2 separate regions of the Drosophila melanogaster genome follow, and region 1 is linked to region 2. Evidence: chromatin contacts called from public HiChIP or PLAC-seq data. All regions are on one chromosome and are shown on one strand. Each heading gives the region's core, a stretch centred on a gene start, on an enhancer-like site or on the middle of the called end of the contact. The rest is flanking DNA. Distances are from core to core; before and after follow the strand shown.

What was found. HiChIP or PLAC-seq counts read pairs in DNA pulled down with a chosen protein or histone mark.
Region 1: an H3K27ac HiChIP or PLAC-seq map of the Kc167 cell line shows a contact between it and region 2, with 7 times the contacts expected there. The contact joins the promoter of Pde9 here to the promoter of Agpat1 in region 2. A contact is called at or near these places in 1 of 1 datasets of contacts at CTCF or cohesin (the Kc167 cell line), 21 of 107 Hi-C or Micro-C datasets (the Kc167 cell line, the OSC cell line, the S2 cell line and 7 more) and 3 of 6 datasets of contacts at active chromatin or transcription factors (all in the Kc167 cell line).

Annotation. Positions count from the first base shown.
Region 1 is chrX:12,894,833-12,898,884 of dm6, reverse strand. Pde9 (Phosphodiesterase 9) reads left to right here and starts at 1,558. Exons shown (of 10, transcript NM_001272567.2): 1 at 1,558-2,167. CG32650 reads left to right here and starts at 216. Exons shown (of 1, transcript NM_167341.2): 1 at 216-1,382. The coding sequence starts at 298. The coding sequence ends at 1,338. It overlaps Coq8 (Coenzyme Q8), which reads left to right. Exons shown (of 2, transcript NM_132608.4): 2 at 1-117.
Region 2 is chrX:12,762,843-12,766,840 of dm6, reverse strand. It overlaps Agpat1 (1-Acylglycerol-3-phosphate O-acyltransferase 1), which reads right to left and starts at 1,575. Exons shown (of 4, transcript NM_167337.2): 1 at 1,238-1,575. It overlaps pira (pirate), which reads left to right and starts at 3,230. Exons shown (of 1, transcript NM_001298238.1): 1 at 3,230-3,998. The coding sequence starts at 3,498.

The DNA.
Region 1 (4,052 bases), core at 309-2,808, 130 kb before region 2:
CTTCCCTTGACCATTTTCTTTTTTTTTTTTTTTGTCCAATCCAATCCCAGTTGTAAACCATAAGTGCGCTTAATTTGTAAATGCGATTCGCTGCAAGATTACATATGTTAATTTCCCAACTAACGTGTTTATCCTTAACTGACTGGGTCAGGGTTAGTTGTCAATTGAATTGGAAACAAGTAGGTTTTGAGCAATCCCCAACAGCTAACACACACACACACACATTTTAGTTAAAAACCCCAACAATAAAACACTACACAAAAAAAATATATATACATTGTATCTAATGCAAAAAACATGAAGACATTTGTGAAGACCCAAAGCATGAAGAGGAAGAACGAGTTGTTTCACCATGATTGCGTCTCGGACATCGACGGATCCGTATCCGATGGGAGCGAGGAGTTGGAGGAGCAGTCGCCGGAGCAAATCGAGGAGATAGCCTGGCCGCAAATGAAGCGTGAGATTGGCGCCATGAATCGAACGCTGGACGAAATACAGGCCCAGTTGGCCATCGATTTTCACGAGCGCGACGGCGGCAGATCGTGTTGGGAGGAGGAACAGGAGGCGTTGGCCAAGGGCCTGGAACCGGAGGACTCGCGCTGGATGATCATGCACGGTAGCAGGGAGGCGGCCTTGCGAGAACTGCAATGGAATAACCTGCGCATTCGCAGGCAACTGGCGGATCTCGTTCGCTGCTCGGAACTGGGCAGAGCACGCATCTCGGCACTGGATCGTCTGTTCCAACGGCAGACGAAGGAGCTGGTCGGGTGTCGGCAGGACCACGAGCGCGTCCTCTCCTTCCACCTGACCAAGCAACTGGAGGCGGGCAAGTGCCTGCAGCGCTATCGCTACGCGCGTGACTTGTACGCCAGCTGGCGTGAGCTCTTCAAGATGGGTCGCCACCTGAAGGAGGCCTACAAGAAGATACTCGAGCGCACGCAGTCTCGCTTGGAGTATGCAGAGATCAAGCGGCAGGCACTCGACGAGATGACGGTGGCCCACGAGATGTGCCTGGGCTCAACGCGAAGTCTGTTGGCCCGCGTCCGGGATCTGGAGCTCGGCCTGGCACCGCTGGGCTTCTCAAGGCCATCGGTTATGTCCCGCAAAATCGGTAGCCTCGGCACGTCTGGCGCCGGGCATGCCGATAGCAATCGCGCCGAGGAGCATCCCGGCAGGCCCGTCTGGGTGAAGGCCAAGGCCTGGCAGCGTCGTTCCTATCGGACCGTCAAGTTCTCCCGCGGCGAATTGCTCGAGCTGCCGGTGGTTGTGCCGCCCGAGGCGAAGACCTGGTACGGCAAAATGTTGCGCATGCTGCACAATCCGCCCAAAATCTATTAGTGTTTGTTTGCCAATTGTTTAGCTCATTTAAAGTAATAATAAACAAAAAATTCAAAATAAGCAACAGTTTTTTTTTTATTCAAGCGCACTGTTAGCTAACATTGCTGCTTAACAGGCAGTTAGCAGCGAGCTGCACGGTCACACTGATAGCGAAAGCGCATTTCCCGCCGATCGGCTAGCCGGTCACACTGCAAACCGTCGCGTTTCATTTCGCGAAGGCTGCGCGCGCGGATTACGGTTAATTTTCAGTTGGTTTACAAACTTTACAAACGGCGTACGCTTATCGCGATCGCTTTTAATCAACAAACCGAATTAGTTGCCAAAATAACGGGAATGACACAGGAAATGTGCTGCCGGTGCTCAAATGCTAGCTTAATTGAGTGAAAAAGTGCAAGTGATCGAACTGCAACGGTTACAAAAAAAACGGTTGTTTTTCTCTTTATTTTTGTTTTATAAACTAAGAAATCGTTCTATAAATTGCATTTATTTGAATATCTGTAAGCCCGCGTTTATCTCAAATGTACTTGTGCGCGCCACCTGTTTTTTAATTAATATTTTACTACAATCGGCGTGATAAAAAGTGTATGAAATTCGTTATTTTTTTTATTTTTTTGGTTTTTGTTGAGAGTGCAAGATCGTGCAGCTTGTGCGTGTGTGTGCGTTCAGTGTGCTTGTGAGGAAGTTATAGTTTAATGTTGGTTAGCTTCAATTGTCGAGCAACAGAGAAAAAAAGAAATAAATAAATAAAACAGCAGCAGCAACAACAACGATGTGATGCTGATTGATGTCACACACACCACGAAGGAAAAAAAAATAAAAAATAAATAAAGTAAGTAGCAGACAATTGGATTTGCATGGGGGAAGAAGAAGAGCGAAGAGCCGAGTTTATCAATGAAAGTGAACTGTGGGAGTTGCTCGCTTTCAGTGGGTGTGTGTGTGTGTGTGCACAGTGGCGCAGCCAAACGGGGATTTCTGGGGTTAATAACCCCCAGCATACCGGGCACTGTTATCGAACCGAGCATACATCTATCGAAAATATCACTCGCTAAATGTGATTTATCGAAAGTTTACATATCAAATTATCGGGTATTAAAGTTTGCTTTGGTAATCTTTAATCGGTGTGAGAATTAGGAAAATCTAACTTCAAGATCATTTCTAGCGTAACATTACTCTCAGATAAGAACATGAAGGATTTATATATGCACTAAGAATGTGGAATATTGAAAGCAGGCATTATTTTAAATGTGATTTGTTTTATGGTTAGCTTTTAAGTTTGTGCCTCAGTTCTAAATGCAGCAGATTTATCGTGGAAAAACGAACAAATACTGGAAAATATGGAAAAAATGTTAAGATAACGAATTTCTTAGGAGCTGATAGTGCTTACTAATTAAACAAGACACTATATAGATGGTATTACATCCAACTCTCATCCTAGGAAGCAAAAATTTGATAAGAACTTTCCCAGCTCTGTTGATTTAATGTGACAGTTTTCAAAATCTACTAAACTACTTTCAACCAAACTAAACAATAGATAGTTGATCGTGGTATTTGCTTGGAATAATCATTAATTAGCTAGTTTTAGTTACTTCTACTTTTTCCCATTGACATTTATTTAGCATAAATTTCAGTTAGCATTCTTTCATCACCAGGTGTTTACATATTTCTTGAAAAATGTGTTGTTTGTTGTCTGTTTTTTTTTTTTTTTTGGCGCTATCAAAGCACGTTGGAAACGTCTTAGTTATATATGGATTGGATGAATAAAGTGTTCCAAGTTCGCATGTATTGGAATGTGCGTGTGTTGGCTATATGTGTATGTACATACCTATATAAATATATATATTTCTTGGTACATATACATATATATATATATGCTGAGAAATGCCGTTGCCAGCAGCCGCTGCAGCAACAACAGCAATGGGGAACCTTTTGATAATCATATCACGCAGTCCACTGATAATTCGCATTGTATTTGTTTGCTGTTGTTGTTGCTCCTGTTGCTTTATCAGCCCGCTCTCCCTCCCTCTCTTCATCAGCGTCTCTTTCGTCGCCTCTCTTTCGCGATCACTGGACTCTCTTTTCTTTAGGGGGGCACAATAATAAATAAAATACAGAACAGACAGCACAAAAATGTCCAATAATTGTTTAATAAATTTAGACTACAGTAGAACCTCATCCAAAGTTTCCATTGTTTCCAAGCAAACAATAAAAAAAAAAAAATAACAAAGATATATGAATAAATCAAAATCGAAATCCCTATTATATTTCCAATTTTCTGCGATCTCTGCGCATTATTTCGCTGTTATCTCCGATCCCCCGGACTAATGGAAAGTTTCCAGACTGTGTTTACATCGGGCGGGATTATGGAGGGGAAATTATGGGTTTAGACCTCCGGGAAAATTTTTGATCACTAGACAAATAAATTTGGAACCCCTTCGCATTTCGCTCACTTGTTGGTTTTCATACATATGTAGAATATGTATCTTCTTAGTAAGCAAAATCCGCGAGGTTTCGGTTTCTGAGGAAATTTGATGTTATCGTTATTGCTTATGTCTACCGAATTTGAAATATTTTTGGGTAATATGACATCCTATTGATCTAATTGTTTATGTCTACCGCTTATCGCTCTAGTCTCTTAAGCTTTCCACAATTTCATATTATATTTATAGTGTTTATTCACAATAGAAAGAGAAATGATAATCTTCGATAATTTCGAT
Region 2 (3,998 bases), core at 326-2,825:
GGCGTTAAAGGGCTAATTCTTACAGTTTTACAAGCACCGTCCTTTTGTTATGTTTTTGGGCTAGTGTGTTTTAAGTGCTGATAAAGCGGGAGAAAGGGGAAATGGGCAATTGCTGTGTTGCACGCCATTTCTCCTGTTCCTTCCACTACTTTTATTGCTCACTCTTTTATGCACGTATTAATATGACAATTATGCGAGTGCAACAAACCACAACGTCACAAGCGCACCAAGTGATGAATACTACAGTTCAGGGGGAAAAAAAAATTGCAAGCAGTTGAAGTTAAAAGCAAAACTTGCATAAAATACGATCCCTTTTTAAATGTCATACCCAAAATAAAAGTGAATAGGAAATATTTGCTAATATAAGGTTTTGTGAAAGAGTGCATATGGTATTGATAAAGAATTGAACTAATGCTAATATCTTGACCGCAGCTGTATGTGCAGCCGCCCAGAAGAAAGAGAAAAAATCAATTTAAATTTGCGCCCAGCGGCGAAAAACGGAACAAAACAAAACGGGGGAGAAACGAAGGAATGGGAATTTAGCATACCATATTGTGTTTTTCTACGGGTTTTAATAGATACTATCAATGAGATACTATCAATTGATATGCTATTGAATCCCGATTTGAATGCTGCATATAATCAGCTAAATAAATTGTCTATTTGTTTGCCATTTCCTTTATTCGGTTCGCTGCCCCTATTTCCATTTTCAGTCTTAACACTTGCGCGTTATGTTAGTTCGAGGACATCCATTGATATTAAAAAAAATTCTTCATTAAATTTAATTCAAATATTATATTAATAAATAAGAACACAAAATTAACTCCAAAATTAACTCCATTTGCATAAAAAGACAATTTTACAATATGAATTTGTTTTCTGTTCATTTGTATTTCAAGTGCATAGGAAGAACTATAGAGTTTTTCGTTGTGTCAAAAAATTTACTTATTATTTACTATTTTGCAAACTGGGTCCATCAAGGGTTAATATTGTTGTTCCCTTACGAACACATCTGGCACAAAACAAAATAAGCAAAAAACGGTAAAAGGGGGTTGCGCCAAGAGAGCGTTCAAAAAGAGAGGGTGGCAGAGAGAACTACAGACACGCCAAGGATAATAGCAAAAGAAATCAACTTAAAGACACACAAAAACACATAGCACACACACACACACAAAAACACTCGAATTAAACATAAATAAATGCAATTTTCGCCAGCTCCGTTTTGTTGTGGACAAACCTTTACAATTAAATTAAACAATTCGAATTTAATACAATTGGCGGCTGCGTGTGGAATTCGCTTGACACACCAACAACAAATGAATGCTCACTTTCTTCGTTTCGGCTTTTGTTTGTTGTGGATTTTAATAAAAGCGACTACTTTTTATTTCGATCTATTTCGTATGCAGTTATTTCGATTCTTTTTCTTCTCTTTTATTTTTATTTTCTGCTGCTGCGGCGACGACACAACGCCGACGTCGACGGCGACGCGAAAACGACGTTGCGCTGCGTTTGCTGAGAATTTCCGTTACCGGCGTTCGAGCGACTTTCGTGGCAACTAGCGGTACCGAAATATCGAAGCTAACATCGATGCATCGATGTTTTTATCGATTTTCCGAAACATCGATGTCTATTTTTTTTTTTCATCGCTATTCGAAGACTCAGAAAACGAATTTCTTCAAATTTAAATTTATTCAATTTCAGTTATTAGCATGCAATCTTAAAATTGTATATGCATTTTCAATTTGTAGTGGAGGCCAAAAAATTTCCGATCAATTGATTTCCGACAAACTTATGTTTATCAATACCAGTTTAAGATTATGCATCTGAAAATATATCTTATTTTTTTTAATTTTATTATATTAATATTTGTTTTATATTAAATTACAAAAAAATTAAATTTAATAATAAATAAATGTTCTTTCTTTTTCAACAAGTGTAAATAAAAATATTATAGTCTGCAAATATCGATAGACGGCTAATTGTTGGGTATCGATAGCGAGCGGTGTGTGCGTCCGCGCTGCATGGAGCTGGCATTGGGTTTGAGTCTCAGCTTTGGAACTAAAAAGCATGAACTAAAAACATCGTTTCGAGAATTAATTGAGAATTAAATATTAAAGTCCCGCGTATTTAAAAAAAAAATAAAGCTGTTAGTTAAATATGACATCTTCTCTGCGAACGGTTTGGTTAGAGCAAACAAAAAAGTTTATATGACTACAACGAAAAATTCAATTTAATAAAGAACTAACGGAAAACATAGCATAAGTTTTTCCCGAAAAATATGATGTACTCAGCTGGATATTTAAAAATAGAGCAGGCTTGTTGTATTATTTACATATGCATTTTCCACGTGCTTAAATGTTAAATATATTTTAAATAATATATATAATTAATATATGCATAAGAAAAAACAATTCGAATAAAAATATATTTTGCAAAATATATTACTGCAGCCAGCACAGATATGACACTATTTAGTAAAGTATATACAGTAGTAGTAATAGTAAATTTGTAAATGTAAAACAAAAGCCAGTTTCCAGTTGCTTCACATTTAAGGAATTCGACTTGGCAAACTTTCTGACAGCTAACAACGTTGTGATTTAGATGCGTTTTTCCGCACTTGGCAACCGATGCAAATTGCGAAATGGAGCCCTTTGGCCCGCGGAAAGGAAAACGTGTGTGTGTCTGTCAGTTGTTTTTTTTTTTTTTTTATAAATACGCTCTTGGCAAAAAACAAAAAAACAATAATATTTTTGTTTACATTTGATTTTCTTATCGCCGCCAAGCGATCCATGTGGTGAGAGGAGCTCAATGCTGACGACTAAAAATCGGACAGGTGGACCCGATGACGGACGCACAACTATAATTTGATTAATGTCTGTACTTGTATTTGCAAAATGTTGAAATTAAAACGAGAATAAATTTTTGGTTTTTAAAAATTCCCATACAAAGAACTTGCAACAAACGGCTGAACTTATAACTTTGTAAATACCACATGTAAGAATACTAATACTTGTAAATGAAAAGCAAAGAACTTAGCTTAGCTAAGATTCGCTTAAATGCCTATATTTCGTCAGTTCAAATATTATTTAATTTCAATATTCGCAACATTCAAATTTCAAAGCGGACTATCGATACATATTTTTAAAAACACCCCACAAAATCCATACCAATTGGAAACATATACATATGTATCGATATGAGCAGCAAAACTCCGATGGCGATAGCAACTCGCACAGATGATTTTTGGATACAGCACTTGGGACGCCGTTTACCCCAACAATAAAAATAGACAGATATCAAATATCGCATAAAACACACAGATTGGAAAATGAAAGGAATATAGTGATCAAAGTCACCGTGTTAGGTGACTCTTCAACCATCCAGTTAACTTTGCACATCAAGCAGCCCGAGAATTTGCAATCGAAACGAGAAACTTCAGTTCAGTCAGATCAGCCCATATAACGTACATATGTTATACTATTGAATCCGGCTCCAAAATGGATCGCAAAGAAACTGTTTCGAAGGACCAAGCGGTACGTCGAATTGCCCATAATGACTTTATATTAGTCTCACGTCAATTGCTGATCAATCGAGCCGACACGGATCCGGACAAAGGAAGTGCCAGGATGTTGATTATCTACAGCAGTGGAAAGCAGCACATCGTCACCTTCAAGCTGCCGAATCTTGCGTGTAGGGTGCAGGATCTGTTTTTCCAAATGGACCTTCAGATCGATGAGAGCACCACGATTGATTGCATTGAGAATGCCGGCGGTATTATCCATTTGGTTGTCTCTGTGGGCTTCCCCATCAGTGATAACATTGCCGAGACGGTTGCCCATGCGGAGGAGTTCTATAGGAAGGTGCATCAGTCAAAGGCATCATCGGCTGATGCCGCTCCACCCAATGCGATGGCCGGTGAAGAGCACTCCCCTGCGGTTGTCAAACCATCAGAGACTGCGGTGGCCAACAATGGTTGCCAGCCAGCTGCAAGTGCAACC